Linked DNA regions of Mus musculus: all the other regions are linked to region 4. A link is a contact called in public ChIA-PET, Hi-C, HiChIP or PLAC-seq and promoter capture Hi-C data. All regions are on one chromosome and are shown on one strand. Each heading gives the region's core, a stretch centred on a gene start, on an enhancer-like site or on the middle of the called end of the contact. The rest is flanking DNA. Distances are from core to core; before and after follow the strand shown. Region 1 has its middle 6.0 kb from the start of Gm30796. Region 2 has its middle 20 kb from the start of Gm31117. Region 3 holds the start of Ncoa5 (nuclear receptor coactivator 5). Region 4 holds the start of Zmynd8 (zinc finger, MYND-type containing 8). Region 5 has its middle 15 kb from the start of Gm29679. Region 6 holds the start of Mmp9 (matrix metallopeptidase 9).

The links. Promoter capture Hi-C pulls out the DNA fragments that hold promoters and counts their contacts. A called contact is a pair of places that touch in the nucleus more often than the background predicts. ChIA-PET counts read pairs in DNA pulled down with a chosen protein or histone mark. HiChIP or PLAC-seq counts read pairs in DNA pulled down with a chosen protein or histone mark.
Region 1: a contact with region 4 is called in a Hi-C map of rod photoreceptor, with 4 times the contacts expected there. The contact joins the enhancer-like site here to the promoter of Zmynd8 in region 4. A contact is called at or near these places in 1 of 39 promoter capture datasets (pre-B cells), 1 of 484 Hi-C or Micro-C datasets (rod photoreceptor), 1 of 115 datasets of contacts at active chromatin or transcription factors (large pre-B cells) and 1 of 9 other capture datasets (liver).
Region 2: a contact with region 4 is called in an H3K27ac HiChIP or PLAC-seq map of embryonic stem cells, with 2.7 times the contacts expected there. The contact joins the enhancer-like site here to the promoter of Zmynd8 in region 4. A contact is called at or near these places in 1 of 39 promoter capture datasets (cranial neural crest) and 5 of 115 datasets of contacts at active chromatin or transcription factors (SST interneurons, embryonic stem cells, epiblast stem cells and 2 more).
Region 3: a contact with region 4 is called in an H3K4me3 HiChIP or PLAC-seq map of bone marrow-derived macrophages, with 4 times the contacts expected there. The contact joins the promoter of Ncoa5 here to the promoter of Zmynd8 in region 4. A contact is called at or near these places in 1 of 39 promoter capture datasets (liver) and 1 of 115 datasets of contacts at active chromatin or transcription factors (bone marrow-derived macrophages).
Region 5: a contact with region 4 is called in an RNA polymerase II ChIA-PET map of memory CD8 T cells, with 9 read pairs. The contact joins the enhancer-like site here to the promoter of Zmynd8 in region 4. A contact is called at or near these places in 1 of 39 promoter capture datasets (cranial neural crest), 1 of 484 Hi-C or Micro-C datasets (natural killer cells), 7 of 115 datasets of contacts at active chromatin or transcription factors (bone marrow-derived macrophages, embryonic stem cells, forebrain and 3 more) and 2 of 9 other capture datasets (adipose tissue and liver).
Region 6: a promoter capture Hi-C map of stem cell-derived epiblast-like cells shows a contact between it and region 4, with 2.7 times the contacts expected there. The contact joins the promoter of Mmp9 here to the promoter of Zmynd8 in region 4. A contact is called at or near these places in 2 of 39 promoter capture datasets (hippocampal neurons and stem cell-derived epiblast-like cells).

Annotation. Positions count from the first base shown.
Region 1 is chr2:166,397,595-166,400,294 of GRCm38.p6, forward strand. No RefSeq gene overlaps it. Among named protein-coding and RNA genes, the nearest start is that of Gm30796, 6.0 kb to the right of the region's middle. Within about 2 kb of position 1,392, at least 108 of the 459 cell types and tissues checked have an H3K27ac peak or open chromatin away from gene starts, as enhancers often do. A contact at or near this core is called in rod photoreceptor, where this site is marked.
Region 2 is chr2:166,745,079-166,747,778 of GRCm38.p6, forward strand. No RefSeq gene overlaps it. Among named protein-coding and RNA genes, the nearest start is that of Gm31117, 20 kb to the right of the region's middle. Within about 2 kb of position 1,378, at least 80 of the 459 cell types and tissues checked have an H3K27ac peak or open chromatin away from gene starts, as enhancers often do. A contact at or near this core is called in embryonic stem cells and trophoblast stem cells, where this site is marked.
Region 3 is chr2:165,033,465-165,036,164 of GRCm38.p6, forward strand. Ncoa5 (nuclear receptor coactivator 5) reads right to left here and starts at 1,315. Exons shown (of 8, transcript NM_144892.1): 1 at 1,219-1,315.
Region 4 is chr2:165,883,544-165,886,243 of GRCm38.p6, forward strand. It overlaps Zmynd8 (zinc finger, MYND-type containing 8), which reads right to left and starts at 1,295. Exons shown (of 23, transcript NM_001363020.1): 1 at 1,065-1,295. The coding sequence starts at 1,078. 1810021M19Rik (a long non-coding RNA gene) reads left to right here and starts at 2,186. Exons shown (of 3, transcript XR_866948.2): 1 at 2,186-2,700.
Region 5 is chr2:166,548,007-166,550,706 of GRCm38.p6, forward strand. No RefSeq gene overlaps it. Among named protein-coding and RNA genes, the nearest start is that of Gm29679, 15 kb to the right of the region's middle. Within about 2 kb of position 1,270, at least 78 of the 459 cell types and tissues checked have an H3K27ac peak or open chromatin away from gene starts, as enhancers often do. A contact at or near this core is called in bone marrow-derived macrophages and memory CD8 T cells, where this site is marked.
Region 6 is chr2:164,946,842-164,949,541 of GRCm38.p6, forward strand. It overlaps Mmp9 (matrix metallopeptidase 9), which reads left to right and starts at 1,378. Exons shown (of 13, transcript NM_013599.4): 1 at 1,378-1,556; 2 at 1,994-2,223; 3 at 2,442-2,590. The coding sequence starts at 1,416.

The DNA.
Region 1 (2,700 bases), core at 142-2,641, 510 kb after region 4:
GCGCTCATGTGCAGTACCCCCACACGGACATATGTGCACACATATAATTAACAATAATAAAAATAAATCCTTTTAAAAGATTTACATACAAAAGAAGCTGGTTTGAAGAGAAAGACTAGAAGCCCTCCATCACCCAGGCTTCAAGTCGCAAACAGGGCATGTACAAGGAAAACCCAGGCTATACAGATGTGGGAGAGGTGGGTGCTATGTGAATGCCTTCTAAGTGTCCCCTGCCTCCAACCCAGTGCTTCTGGCTTTCCCCTCTGCTCAATAGCCCATTCCTATTCTTGGAAGTCCATTTCCCTTGCTCAGTGATCTTGCTTCTTGGCTCACCTTTATTTCTGTTTCTCACCATATGTGCCCAGTGTAGTCCTTTGTCTTGAGACACGAGAACCTAGATGGTTCACCAGAGAGTCAGGCTCGTACCTGTTACAGTGTGTTACCAAGCTTTTCCCTTCCAAGTCTCAGGCTCTCCTCAAAGCTGCTGCTGCTGTTGCTGCTGCTGCTGCCGCCGCCGCCGCCATTGCTCCTGCCTCTGGGAGGCACCTCTTCCTGCCAGCCCCACTCCCTGTCCCCAGGTGCCTGTCCTTACTACGTCACCTGTGCAAATGTGTCACATCCACCTCAGGGCAGATGGCACGAGCCACTGTCAAGCAGTGCATCTTTTGCTTAGTGTGTGTTGTAGGTTAAGCCGTCTCACAGAGTCGGGTAAGCATCCCATGACCTCATTTGCTCGCCCATGAGCTCCCCAGTGTCCCAAGCAATGCTGAGCTGGATTCATTTGCCTAAAGGCGTCCAGATGTATGTCAGCACTCCATTCCCCACAAAACCCAGTTGAGAAGCACGGCCTTTGGGAGTAGTTAAGTCACGAGACCATGCCTTGATGGAAAGTGGCCCTCAGCGAACGCCAGCTCTTCCAGAACCTTGACCTCAATCTTCTCAGACCTAGAAACCTAAGAAATAATCCTATTGTCATTTGTCCACTCTGGGGTGTAGCACTGAAGCTACCAAGGCTCATTAAATATGGCTGAAGTGGGATCCAGGATGCAGCAGGACAGAGGAAGGAGGACTAGGGAAGAGAAGTGAGGATCCACCTTAGTGGCCAAGGACAGAGCGAGCTCTGACCTGATCTGCCAGGCCTGACCCAGACTCTGAAGAAGCGGAGGCAACCCCAGCCGCTGCAGTGAGCGCCCCAAGAAGCCAACAGCTGTGGGCTCACTGAAAAATCTCACTTAAGCCTCTTCCTTTTCCATCCCGCTATCCTTGGAGTCAATCAGCCTTGTGCATCCTTGTCCCTGGCTCTGGGTCTGTGCTCTGACCAGTCCCCTGTGCTCGCCTGCCCAGCACACTGGGCTTCAGAGAGCTTGCTTAATCCACTTCTAAACTGTACATTTAAACAAACCTCTGGACTGATGCAGGCAGCTGTGCGTGACCAGCACACGGAGAGCCTCACCCTGGAGCATTAACCCCATTTATTAAAACTGCTGTAACTACCAGGATTTCAGCATCTCTAACTCAGAAACATGTGTCCTGGGCCCCTCCTCCCGGCCCCAGCTCTGATGCTGAAGGACAGCTAGGGTGGGAGGGAGGGAGGTAGGGAGGTGGGAGGCAGGAACTGCCCTGCCTGGGTTAAATATTTAAGAGGAGGCTGGCTAGCCAGCCAACCAAAATGTGCTTTCCCCAGCGTCAGCCTGGGGGTGGTGAGGGTGCAGAAAAAGCAGATCTAGTTTCTTTCCATGACTAAACCTCCCCACAGCAAAGGGCCGAGGCTGAGGTCATCCTGACACCTTTCTCTGTGACTTCAGTGGCTCATCCAGCCCCTGACTGATGACATTTAAGTTCCAGGCCCAGCCCATGCATCCTGCTGGGACAACATTTTCCAGGCACTTCACACTCACGCTGAAGCTCTGGGCGATCTCCTGGGCCAGCTCCAGGAACCTGCTATGCAATTATTTGGCTAGTCTTTTAAAACTGGCCTGCCTTGGGCCTGGTTAAAGTTGGTAAAGTTTTCACCTCAGAAGCATGAGGGCCTGAGTCCAATCCTCCAGCACCCAGGCAAGGTGACATACATCTGTCACCACAGTGCTGGGGTGTGGGTGACCGATTAGCTCCCAGGCCAGCTACTCATACCAAGTTCTGGAGCTCCTGACAACACCCCCTCATCATGCCTCAGCCACCAATTCTGAGCAGACACAGCCTCAGCCTCTGGGAAGCAGCAGACTCATCTCCCTATATGGGTGCAGGTGCCTAGTGCGTGTCCCTCCTGCCTCAGGGTGTCAGCCATGAGGTTGGGGGAAGGGACCTTTCTCACAGCACCTGGGTGACAAGGATGCTTCTTGTGGCACTCAGAGGGAGCCGAAGTGTGGGCTGCACCCACACCTCTATCAAACGTGGGAGTGGTAAACGCAAGCTTGGTCACTCTGAAAACAGGGTCAAGCTGGGTGTCTGTCATAGTTTCTGAGCCCAGCTCCTTGGGTCCTGAAGGTGCCACGAGCTTAGCCAGGCAGAACACTGACAGGCAGGCAGGCAGACAGCACAAACTAGTATTTTTTGTTTTGTTTTGTTTTCTTCTTGGTTAGCTACCAACTCTTCTGTTTTGTTTTGTAATCAATAGATTTTTGCTTCTGGCTCTTCTCAAAACATCAGAGGACCTGTTCACATTGTGCCCCCTTCCTCCATGTAGGGAAAGACACCCTGACT
Region 2 (2,700 bases), core at 128-2,627, 860 kb after region 4:
ACAGTACCAAATACAATTGTAACTTAACTCTAAGTCAGGCAAGAATAAAAATTGGGAAATATGGTGGGTGATTGTTTTTGTTTTAAATGAAGTTTCTCAGGTCAATGAAGTGTGGTGTCGTGGGACTGGACTCACTGCGCTGGGAAGGCAAAGGGAGAGATAGAAGTCCAAAAACATTTTCAACCACACAAGGAGTTAGAGGCCAGCCTGGGCTACATAGGACCCTGTCTTTAAAAGTGTGTGTGTGTGTGTGTGAGAGAGAGAGAGAGAGAGAGAGAGAGAGAAGAGCCTTGTGGGTGACTCTGTTTGCACTGTCCCTAGAGCCCAGTGCCAGAGCCCTCATGTCTTCACCACTGTCTCTGAGGTGAGACAGGACCCATGAGTGAGACTGAAGGTAGCCAGACATCCTCATCCCAGTGCCTAGGTGACTCTTGGAGTCACCTGCCATTTCCTGTCACTTTCCTTGGTGTGATCTTTCTTAGACTCGGGCAACTGAAGCCTTCCTGATATACACATTTATTGAGCACCTACTGTGTACCCCTGCCATGGTACAGCTATAACTTAACTCTCTAGTTCAAATGAGAATAAAAATTAGGAAATATGGGTGATTTTTTAAATGAATTTTCGCAATCCAACGAAGTTGCTTATGGTAGAAATAAAACCAAAACCAATGTGCACTTTTCCTGCTGGCAGGTTTCAATACAAGCCATGACTCTCCCCCCCCCCAAACTCTAAGAATTGCCCCCTGAAGAACCCAATGAGCTTGCTTGGCTCCCACCCATTAGGTTGACTGCCACAAAAGCCAGCAGCACTGGGGGCGGGTAGTTTAGTATCACACTAGCTTGCCATACAGGAAGCCCTGGGTTCTGTCTCCAAGAACTCAAGGGGAACATTGCCTCGAGAAAACCCCAGAGCACAGAGTGGAGGAACAGGAACCTTCATGCACTGTTGGAGGGGGGACAGGGTGGGGGTAGGGCAAGGCCATGCAGCTGCAGAGCCAAACGGCAGGAGAGGCCCTCAGAAACTTAAAAATAGAGCTGATTTGGCAATGCACGCACATATACAACACACTCGCACACGCACATACATGACAGACACGCATGCATACACACAACACGCATGCATGCGTGCACACACACACACACACACACACACACACACACACCTGGATTTTGCATACCCATGGGAACTGAGAGCAGGCGTCTGAGCAAAGATTTGGACCCTAGTGTTGAAAGCAGAGGCAAAGAGTAGACACCGCCCAAGGGTCCATCAACAAAGTGGGGTGCTGAACCTAAGAGGGAATATTAGCCATCCTTGAAAAGGAAAGGAGCTCCTCACACAGGCTTACAGTGTGGATAGAGCAGCAGGCACAGTGTTAAGTGAAACAATTCAGTCACAGGCAGCGGATGACATGCAGACTCGGCTGGAGACCAACAGCCAGGGCTTGGAGTTAATAAGTAGAATTCTGGTTTTGATGAGGTATTCCAGGAGTAGAAGACAGAGAGAAAGCTCTGGACAGTGCTGCCCAACACCTAATGTCGTTGGATGCTTGTAGTCTCCCCTCCCCCAGCCTGAAACCTGCTTGCTCAGGGGTGGAGCTTCCCGCTCAATCATTCTGCCACGCCCACTGCTGGAACGTGCTGCTTTGCTGTTTGGAGCCATCACGTGATCACCCTGCTACTGGACTCCAAGATTATTTGGCGGGAATTGGGCCCCTCCCCCTTCCTTCTTAACGGAGTGCCGAAATAGTAAAAATTAAACCTTGAGCAGAGACTTTTGTCTTGGTTCCTTCCTTATCTCGCGCAGCCCAGCCCCTCTTCTCTTCCAGGTTTCCAAAATGCCTTTCCAGACTAGAACCCAGGTTGTGATCTACTGGCCAGACACAACAGATGCTAACTTTAAAGTGGTAGTATTGGGAGACGGCTTAGTGGGCAAACTGCTTGCCTTGTAAGTGCGAGGGTCCCAGAGCTCACGTAAAAGGTGAGTGCAGAAATGGATGTCTGTAAGCCCAGTGCTGAAAGGCAGAGGCAGGCAGGTCTCCTGTGCTCTGACCAGCAGCCTGGTGGAATCAGAGAGGTCTTGATTCAGTGGGAGACCCTGTCTCAAAAAGTTAGGTGGGCGATGGTGGCACACACCTTTAATCCCAGCACTTGGGAGGCAGAGGGAGGCGGATCTCCGAGTTCGAGGCCAGCTTGGTCTATAAAGTGAGTTCCAGGACAGCCAGGACTACACAGAGAAACCCTGTCTCAAACCCAAAACCAAAAATATACTAAGGTGGAAAGTTGGGAGAGACACCTGGTGTAGACTCTGGCCTCCATGCATGTACACACATAGTCACACATGCACACACATGCCACATACACACCACATACATGCCTCACAAATACACAAATTAAAAATAAAGATTGACAAAAGAATGAGGTGGATTGTTTAAAATTCAAAACAAAACGTGGTCATCATGCCTCTTCTCGAGTCCGCCGAGCCAATCTCCCTTTCTGACAGGACCTGGCTGAGGTCCCTGCAGTCACACCTGGTTCCCTCCGGTGCTCACATTCACACTCTCAGAGCAGCCTTCTATGAGAGTTCAGTGAGGATGCTAGTCCCCAGAACACCACCATAATAATGGGAGGGGTATGTGTGTGTGTTTGTGTGTGTGCACATGTGTGCACATGTGTGCGCATGTGTGTGTACATGTGTACA
Region 3 (2,700 bases), core at 65-2,564, 850 kb before region 4:
GCAGAAGCATCCTTTCATGAACTTTCAAGGTGGCTACCACACCACAATACTGTAAGAAAGCGAGGAAACACACCCAGTACATCTGAGGGATGGTTCTTGCAGCTCCTGAGATTAGCGCTTCTAAAGGACAACCTTTTACAATGAGAAAGCTCAGAATATTTATCATCACCCTGAAGATCCCGGGACACCCCGGGACATTGCAATGGGAGCTGGAATGCCGCAGGGGGAAAAATTCCATATACAGTGAAAGACATAACATGACAATTAACCCCGTACTCCAAGGGCAGCGGTTCCCAAAGCCTGGAGCGCACAACTTCAGGAGGAACAAGGACACAAGTGTTTATTTTAATAGACAGGTATTTATTTTTTTTATGAGCGTTAGAGAAATAACTGGCTTTCCATTATACCGTTTGGGGTTCAAAATTTCCGCCTTAAACAAATGCATTTAAGGAGGGAGGGTCAGAGTCAGTTTAAAGAAAAACATTTAACATTTGGTATCTAGTACAGATGTAGGCGGACTTGTAAAGGTGCAGCGCGAGGGACGGAAGCTGGGGAGACGTGGTCCTAAGCAAAGCCCCTGACCCGCTACCGGGGTGCGGGAAGGGCCCTGGGAAGCCAGTAGGTTCCGGCGCCGTGTCCGTACGAACCTCCGGCACAATTTCTCTCGCCCGGTTCTCCGGGCCTAGGGTCCACGTCCATAGAATGGGCGAGCTGTCACACAAGTTGACATCTCGAGAATACGCCCAGGGCGACAGCGCTCCCTAGGCTGCTTGGCGCCTGGACACCGCCGCCGAGACCGGTATCCTGGACCCGGGTTCGAAGCCCTCCAGTGCCACTGACTCACAAGAGCTCCCCTCGCCCACCAAAGCCCCGGGCGAGCGACTTCACAGACTCTCGAGTGCAGGGCGTGCTCGATCCTACAAAGAAGCCTCAGCAGCTTGCGACCGAAACGGGCCGCGGTGCCCACCTCAGCGCACGGTCAGTCGCTCGCTCGCCTACTTGGGTCCGCCAGACTCGGGTCTGGGCCGGACCGGACCGGACCGGACCGGAGCCGGAGGCAGCCGCGCCCCGCTCCGGGGCATGCGCAGCCTCGCGCGTGCCCGGAGAGCAGGCCGCGCGTCGAACGGGCCCTCCCGCCTCAGCGTCCCCGTCGCCCCCCCAACCGCCTGCCCATCAGTACTACGCCTCGGCGGACGGCCACCGCTCCCCGGCACTCACCGCTACCGGCGTGGCCGCCTCCCCGCCGCTCCTCCGCCTCAGGCCCGCCGCTGCCGCCTCGGCCTCTGCCCACCTGCCCGCCGTAGGACAAAGGCGCCACCAACCGACTAGCGCGGGCACGAGGCAATGGCGGCCGGGGCGGAGTGTGGAGGTAGGGGCAGAGGGCGCGCACGCAGCGGCGGCCGCGGCAGTGTCGTAAAGAGCCTGCGGGTTTACGGCAGGGCTGAGCTGAGGCGTCCATCTCCTTGGCGACGGGGGCGAGGCGGTGGTTCTGGGGCGGCGGTTGAGAACGCCAGCGGTTGCCTAGTAACGGGGTCTCAGTGGAGGACCCGCTCCACGCCTGCGCCCCGCGCAGGACTGCTGTCTGGCTTTTCCCTTTTCCAGATCCCCTTTCCTCATCCATAACTGTGTAACAAGAACAAGTCCCCCAGTACTTTCATCCCTGTAAAACTTAAAGCCCCGAAAGGCCAAGCATTTGTAGATGGAAAATGTGCAGTGCCCAAACCTGATCACAAGGAACAAAGAGAGCAGAGAGGTGAAGAAAAAGCTGGGTTTAAATTTGCATTTAAATACATTGTGGATCCTATTAGTTGCCTAGCTGTCTCTAGGAGCCAAGAGGCTCCTGGAGATATATTACGGTTTTTTTCTTGAGATATTTCTTTGAGAAATATTCAAGGTCAAAAATTGACTTCAACGTTACTGTCGACCACGAAGCATGTAAAAAAGGTGTGGGTCCCCCCTCCCCCCTTTTAATCTAGAGTTTGTCACAGGGACTGGAATTTACAGTTGTAAATGCTCTCCATGAATCAAAGCTCCGGCTACATGAATCGCCTCGTGCCTCAAATGCCGTAGGGCCTCGTCTTCCTCCTGAACAATACAGGCCAACTAAACTGGTGACTGTGGGATTTGAACACTGTGAGAAGCCCAGTTTCTTTAAACATCGGATCCTATATTCATTCTGCTAGTTGACTCACTGTTTCTTGTACATTTGCTACAAAGACCTCAAAGCGTGGCTGGTAAGGTGATTCTGGGGACAAAAGTGTGTGCTGCCTAGTCTGATGACCTGAGTTCAACCCCATGTACACACACACACACACACACACAGACACAGACACACACACACACACACACACACGCACGCATTAAAACACAAAAGCCATCTGGTATGTCACTGTATATATATATATATATTTGTTTGTATTTCGAGACAGGGTTTCTCTGTGTAGCCTTGGGAACTCACTCTGTAGACCAGGCTGGCCTCGAACTCAGAAATTCGCCTGCCTCTGCCTCCCAAGTGCTGGGATTAAAGGCGTGTGCCACGACGCCCGGTATCACTATACATATTTAATAACAACACTCGGGAGACAGAAGCAGGCAGACAGACCACTGTGCAGTCAAGGCCAGCCTATAAATAAGGAATTGCAGGCCAGCAAGGGAGACCCTGCCTCAAAACTTTTTAATTATAAAATAATTGCTTAAAAG
Region 4 (2,700 bases), core at 45-2,544:
TCAGGTATGTATGAGCCATGTCCCCTGCACTGTATCACAGAAGACAGAAGATGATAGAATGTTTGAAAAGGGGGGAGGGAGACAAGGATAAAAGAGACATTAGCCCATGGAAAAATCATGCAAGAAGTATAAAACTAAAGGAGTCAGAGTCTTCACAGATCTCTTTTTTTCCCCCCTTCAGGATGTTATTCAAAATCTCTCCCCATCCCCACTCCCACCCCACCCACCCCCAACCCCCCAGGCACCAAGCCTACTCCAAAAACTCCCTCAGAGGCTAGGAAACACTTTCAGAACCATTTGCTGGCTGTAGGCTGACTTGAAGAACATTCTGTACCAAGCTAAGTCGGGGGGAGGAAAAAAAAACCCTGAACAATGTTGCTGCGAGTGCGAAGCTCTGGAGAGGAAGAGATGACAGTCCACACGCCACCACCCACCTAGGCCCAGGAACCAGCCTGGGTCCCTGAGTACTGTTCTTGTTCAGGCCTGACTTCTGGTGCAAACACGCATCCTCTCTTGTCAGAACTTAGCCCAGCCTTTCCCAGAACCGCTCTGGAGAAGCAAGCTGGCTTGCTCTGCTCTCTGCCACAGGCAGTCCTGAACTGTGCTGGGAGAAGACCTTCTGGCTTCTGGCTTACCTTCCATTTTCTTCCCCCAGCAGGCATGTGACACACAGCGGCCGACAGTGCAGGGGGAGGACTGTTCAGAGAGAGAGGGAGAGGGGGGAGAGGAAGGGAGGGAAAAATAAAATAAAAGAAGGGGGGATAATAGCTTCTCTTTTGGCATACCAGGATCTAGCTTCAAACTAGTCCAGAAATTCTTTGTCCTGGTCAAAATAAAGGTATTCCAAGCCCTCACCAGTCTGTAAAATCAAGCTATGGCTAATGGCTACTTAGCCATGTGACCCAAAAAGGAAAAAAAAAATCTCTCTAAACAGTCCCAAGTTACCCTAAGTGCTCTGGGGGGGGAAGTGTGGCAGAGCCAGGCTACAGAGAAATCACACTGCTAGTCCACGACTCGATGACTCGGAGGGAGGGGGGAAAAGATGGTTAAAAAGCCGAGCTTACCTCTGTGGATGCATTGTTAACTGTGTAATGTCAATACTTATAAAACATGGAGGACAGGCTCCTAGTTCTCACAGAAAAAGGGTTTGGCACTTCGGCTGATGATCTGGCCGCCTAATAAAAGCTCATCCCCGATTGGCTGCCCCGGCCAATCGGAGTGTAAAGCCGCCGCCGATTGGCTGAAACACTTCCTGAGCGATTATCTTTGTGAGGCTCGGGTGAGCAAGAGCCATCCTGTGCATAGAAAAAGACAGGCTAAGCTAGGCCTTCTGCAGGAGGGAAAACTTGGGACAGGGGCCTCCACAAGCACTTCTCCCACCCCCTGGCTCGATCCCCCAGGCCAGGCAAACCCGTGCAGCCAGCCTGACCTGCTCCAGCAAAGCCTGAAGCCAGCGCGCCACTGGGAAGGGCCCTTTTGGGGTGGGCTGGCTGACCCATCCACGCCTGCCCCCACACACAAGTCCTTCTCTAAGAAGGCGAGCAGGCCGTTTTATAGAACAAGCCAGCTTGAGTGGGTCTCAAAGGACAAAGTCGAGCTTAGGGGTGGAGAGAGCCCCAGGGAGGCAGAAGCAATAGGGACAAGGCCAGACGCAGGCCTCTGAGGGGGGCGGGGGGGGGGGGCGCGCGCGGGGAGTGAGACAGGCAGCCCGAGGGAGCCCCAACAAATCAGCAAGGGGCACCCAGGTTCCAGGGAGCTGAGAGGTGCAGCTTGCTGTGAGGTGGAGCGATCAAGTTTGCCTAGTCATGGTCAAAGTGGCTCTTGGAAAAAAGGCAGGCCCACAGAGCCATTTGCAAAACTGGGAGACCTCTAACCTCTCACCGCCACCCCTCAGCCGATCCTCAAAGACAAACCAAAAAGGGCTCTGTCAGGATGGCAAGGGAGATACCCTCTCCAGGCTTACCCTAAGAAAAGCCAAATGCGTTGCTAGCAGGCCACATGCCTCCATTTAAGTCTTCCCTCCCTCTGCTCCCTCCCCCCACCGATGAGGCCTGCTAAACCTGTCAGTTAAACAAAAATCTGACTTCCGTCTTAGTCTGTGATGCCTTCAGCTTCCTGCCTGTTAACCCTCTCTGGGACTCTGGGCCTCGCTGGGAAAAACTAGGCCCTGAGATTGTAGAAAAGGGCCTGTGGAAAAATACCAGCTGCAGCTCTCCGGGCAGATGCAGAGAGAGAGAGAGAGGGAGCTAGCTAGCTGCTGTCTCGCTTCTGCTTCCCAAGGAGGCGTGGACCTTGTGAATCCAGGGCATACAGGCAGTGCCTCTCAGTCAGAGAAGCCATTTAAATCCAGAGGGACAGAGAAAGATGTCAAACCGGGCCAGGAAACAAGCCCGTCCATTATAGTCAGGCCTACACACCCACAGGTTGGCCCTTTCTGCCACAATCGCCCCTGTATGTGTGTTCTGGGGGGAAACTGGGCCCTGTTTGGTGGGCAGACAAATCCCCTGGGCTTCGTAAGGCTTCTTGCTTCAATTTATTTCCACAGAGAACTGCTTCTTTTCGTCCCCTAAGGCAGATGGAAGGGCAATTTCACACACACAGCCTCACATTGGCAGTCCCCCTACTCCCCCCATCTCTGGCTCTGCTCCCCAGTAAAATATTAACTAGTTCCTCAGACCTGCTTAGAATTCTCCCCGATGG
Region 5 (2,700 bases), core at 20-2,519, 660 kb after region 4:
TAGACAAGCTTACTTCAGAGTCAGTGGACTTCTATACACGAATGTAACAAAGAAAGCAGTGGCCCAGGGGAGGCTGTTGGAGTTCAGAAGAACATGATGAGACAAACATGTAAAGAAGCGTCAGTAAGCACATACCAAATATTGACAGAGCAGCGCTTTCCCAGCACTTTCTCAGGACAGAGCCATTGAAACACAATCGCCTGGCACATACTGGAGAGTATATCTGGGGAAAACATGAAAGCACAGCAGAAGGCCAGATCCAGATTCAGGGCACACTGACCGGATTGGGTTCTACAGCTATGATCCGACATCCAACAAGAATAAACATGCCTTATAAATTGAATGTAAATGTTTAGCACTGGAGGCACAAAAACACATCCAAAGAGCAAAATGCCCTCAAAGTAAAAGGCCCTCTGAGCTTTTTCCTGCCGCCTCTCTCACAGTTCCCCAAGGCATTGTTCCACATGGGTTACATTCCAAGTAGTTGTCTTTGTAACCACTGTGGTAGTTTGAATGGCACCCATAAGCTCATGTGTTTCAATGCCTGGTGCCCAGTTGGTGGAACTGTTTGAGAGGGATTACGAAGTGTGGCCTTGTTGGAGGAGGTGTGGCCTTGTTGGAAGAGGTGTGGCAGGGGCAGTGAGCCACTCTGTTTCCAGTTAGCTTTCTCTGCCTTCTGCCTGTGGATCAGAAGCTCTCACCTACTGCTCCAGCACCATGCCTGCCTGCTACTATGCTCCCCATTATGATGATAATGAACTCTAACCCTCTGGAAATGTAAGTCCTCTCCCCCCACCCCCCCACCCCCACAATTCCCCCTCAGATCTCCCCCCCCCCCCCCGCCCCTCGCCACAATGTTTTCTTTTCTAAGTTGCCTTGGTCATGGTGTCTCTTCACAGCAACAGAAAAGTAACTAAGACATCCATGGATAAGTGCAGTCCTCATCCCTCAACAAGGAAACTGTGAGTGTGTGTGTGTGTGTGTGTGTGTGTGTGTGTGTGAACTAAAGTAAAAGAGGCCATGAATTTAGAGAAACAAAGGGCAAGAGAGACAGGCAGACAAATAGAGACAGAAAGAACACTGTACCCACTGCGACCTTGAGCCCCTTTAGGCCTGGCCAGATCCAGAAAAGACCTACCTGGCCCCTGAGGGAGAGACAGCAAGAGAAGCAGGCTTACCCCTTGCCCTCCCATTTCTCACCCTGTGTGTTAGGAAACACTGTGGACCGCAGAAACCACAGGGGCTGCTTCCTTCCTGTGTCCTCTGAAGCTGGTCTGTCCCAACTGCTCTAGGTGGCACACAGCAGGTGACTAACTAGGGGTCCCATCCCCTTCCCCCCCAAGGCAGGGCGAAGGGGGAGGGTGATCCCCATCACTTGTGTCTTGTCAGAAAGTCGGGACAATGTGGCAGAGTGGAAGCCCCCAGTTGCCAGGCCCGTGGTGCACAGGCTGGGGCCTCATCAGGCCCACTGCCACCAATGCAGCAAGATCCTTGGGCAGAGGTTACACACGGGAGCATCCCAGCCCCTCCCACGGGCGAGCAGTCAGGACAAGCAGCAGTCTGAAAGCAGTGCACCTCCAACAGCTGAGCACAAAATGGACCAGGCCCGCCCTCCAGGATCCTCATGTCAAGGCAGGGGCAGACCAGGGTCAAGGGAAAAACACCTGCTTTCCTGGGTTGTAAATGCCAGAAAGGGAAGGCACGGGGTGGGTAGGGTGGAGAACATGGCCCAGACCCCTGTCTCTTCTCTCCATGTACAGACAAATTTACAACAGTTCTAAGAGGCCAGTGTCCACATCTGTCCCCAGAGTTCCTTCTGTGTATCCACTCGGATGCTATCTAGTCCAGGACGCTGAGTGCAAGGTACAGGGTATACAGCCTCTGGGCTACCAGCATGGCCGTCTGGCTGTGGAGCAGCTCAGCTGAGGAGGCCAAGCGCCTGCGGTGGACCTCAGGCTTGTACTGAGGTGCAGTGAGCACAGAGCTCCCTGGGAGGGGTTACACACAGATGGAGACAGGCACCCCAGCCTACCCTCCGTTCCCCTGCCAGCTGGTCCTGCTCGGTGGCTGTGCCTCCCTAGGGTGGGATGCTTGGCTCACACATAGTTCTCAGCACAAAGCACTCACACAGCAGATGGTACCCCAGCCCCAGTCAGGTCCTGCCTCCCTTTCACAGGAAAATGGGGGGCTGGCCAGGCAGATGCCCATCACGGCGCTTCCCCGGGCACTGTGACCTGAGGTCATGGCCACACCTGGCAGCTGGAGCGGCGGTGGGCTCCCGCTCCGCGCCTCTGTTCTGAGACTGCTGGCCTGCACAGCAGAACTGCCACTGTGTTCCTGGGGCCATGGGAGGAAAGAGCCAGCATGTGGCTGTCCTTTGTGCCTTCCATATGCATGGGACATCCCAGCAACATGGGGAGCAGAGTGTAGGGGGGCTTCCGGACCCAGAAGAAATGGCTCCCCAAGCCTCACAAGCCCAAAGGATCGTCACTCTTCCACATAGTCAATCTTTCTGTAGGTGTCTGCAGGCTCCCCCCACTGGGAAGGGAAAGGCCTCACTGAGGCTTCCTGGAAATCCCTGAATCTGAGCGTAGACATCTCTGTCCCATAGGGAATGGGCTGTCTCTGAGTGCAAGGGGAGCCCTAGGAAGTTCTGAGCAAGGTGAGTGGAGACAGGACCGCAGGTGACCAGGAAAGATC
Region 6 (2,700 bases), core at 128-2,627, 940 kb before region 4:
CACAGACACAGACTCACATATGGACACACACACAGTCTCACACATATGGGATAGCAATATATAGGAGAGTTTTGTAGAGAGCGTATCACAACGTCCAACACAATAAATCAAAAAAGTGAATGATCACTGCGGCCTGGAGGTGAAATGCCTTGCCCAAGGTGGTTGGGAAATGACGAGGTTGGGAAATGGTAGACCCAGAACTGCAATTCAGTGCTGGAGCTCACCAGTGAGAAGCATCTAAGAGAAGCTTGGGAGAACACCCAGCTCTCTCTCTCCGGCTCACAGGTCTGTTCGTTGGGAAGCACATGAAGGTCTGGGCACACAGGAGGCTTAGTCAGAACAGCTTGCTGAAGACAGATCAAGGCCCTGCTCCACCATGGTGGCAGGCGAGGAGGATGGAAGGCCGGGGGCTGCCGGCTGTTGGCAAGACTGTGCCAAAGCTTTCCTGAGTGGAGCAGGGCAGGGCTGGAGGAGGGGAAGGGTCCATGACGATCTCACAGCTCGGGAGAGGAAGGTGTTTGCCCCATCCAGGTCACCCCAAGGCTTAGAGCCAAGACCCCAGTCTCCTAATTTCCAATCACAAACCTGACACCATCAACTGAGGTCTCGTGAACACTGCTGAAAGTGGTTTTTCTGTGTTTCGAGAGTCTCATTTTATCCTCAGATCAATATAGGGACAAAGGCTTGAGCGACAAAGGGTCTGTTTTTGTTCTTTAAACAGAAGAGGAAGGATAGTGCTAGCCTGAGAAGGATGAAGCTTCTGCTTGCTCCCACATGTGTGTGTCCCCCCGCCCCCCAGGCTCATCTTTCCTTCCCCAAGGAGTCAGCCTGCTGGAGCTAGGGGTTTGCCCCATGGAATTCCCCAAATCCTGCCTCAAAGAGCCTGCTCCCAGAGGCCAGGAGAGGAAGCTGAGTCAAAGACTCTATCAGGGGGCGGGGATGAGAGGATAGAACCTACAGTGTGGGGATGGGCTCCAGGCTGCACTCTGGCCAGGGAGGGGGTGTCTCAGAAGCCCAAGGAAGAGGGGTCTCGGGCCTCAGGTCTCCCAGTCTTTTACTGGGCTGATCAGTCAGGGCCGTCAGACCTAGGGCTAGGTGAATGCCCCATCCTGCACACCCTCCTTCCCTTTCCCACAAAGTCTGCAGTTTGCAGAAACTAAACCCTGAGTTCTGTGGTTTCCTGTGGGTCTGGGGGTCCTGCCTGACTTGGCAATGGGGGACTGTGGGCAGGGCATAAGGGAGGGGGTAGTGTAAACACACACACACACACACACACACACACACACACACACACACACACACACACGCTGAGTCAGCATAAGCCTGGAGGGGAGGGGCGGGGTCACTGATTCCGTTTTACTGCCTCTTTAAAATCTCTGCAAAGGCAGCGTTAGCCAGAAGCTGCGGTCCTCACCATGAGTCCCTGGCAGCCCCTGCTCCTGGCTCTCCTGGCTTTCGGCTGCAGCTCTGCTGCCCCTTACCAGCGCCAGCCGACTTTTGTGGTCTTCCCCAAAGACCTGAAAACCTCCAACCTCACGGACACCCAGCTGGCAGAGGTAGACAGATGGCTCGGTGGATAGCTGAGAAGGGCTGGTCAGGAAGATGTCCCCCTCTCCCAAGGAATGGGGCCTCAGATATGCTTTCTGGATTTGGGGGTGATGGGCATGTCTGCCAGGGTTAGGCAGTAGGGGGTAGGTGGTCTGGAGGCTCTGGGCAGATTCGGGTCTGTTGGAGGGACAGATTGGGTTCGGCTTCGAAGGGTTGTGACATGGCGCAGGTTGGCAGTGAACAGTTAAACTCTAGTGGGGCTGAGGGGTAGGCATGGTTTATATCATCTGAGGTCGAGGTGTGATGCTGTCCTCAGGATAGGGGAATTCTAGCTGTGTAGGAAGAACTGGTGTCCTGGCCGTAGAGTCCCTAAGCATGTGGCCCAGAGGTCCAGAGCCAAGGTGCCAGAACTCTGTGATGTCTCTGCCCCTTCCTCCATCCACAGGCATACTTGTACCGCTATGGTTACACCCGGGCCGCCCAGATGATGGGAGAGAAGCAGTCTCTACGGCCGGCTTTGCTGATGCTTCAGAAGCAGCTCTCCCTGCCCCAGACTGGTGAGCTGGACAGCCAGACACTAAAGGCCATTCGAACACCACGCTGTGGTGTCCCAGACGTGGGTCGATTCCAAACCTTCAAAGGCCTCAAGTGGGACCATCATAACATCACATACTGGTGAGATGTCGGGCTAGAAGCAGGTGCCTGGGTGGGACTGGAGGCCAGTTTGCACCTCCGGTTAGCTGAACACAAGGGATCCTTAGCAATACAAGTTCCGAGAGAGGCTGCAGCCCTGTGTGTTTTGAAGCGATCGTGGTGTAGCTGCTGCCCCGCCCACCCCCATTTGTAATCCGTGCATGCCCGATCCCCCATCGACGCTGGCTTTTCACCTCCAGGATCCAAAACTACTCTGAAGACTTGCCGCGAGACATGATCGATGACGCCTTCGCGCGCGCCTTCGCGGTGTGGGGCGAGGTGGCACCCCTCACCTTCACCCGCGTGTACGGACCCGAAGCGGACATTGTCATCCAGTTTGGTGTCGCGGGTGAGAATTCCCGGGCTGGGCAGGCTATGGGAGGGACGACCACGGACAGAGTAGAAGGGACAGCAGATCTGTCCGCTCTTATGCCTGCCCCACAATCCCTAGTCGCTGCT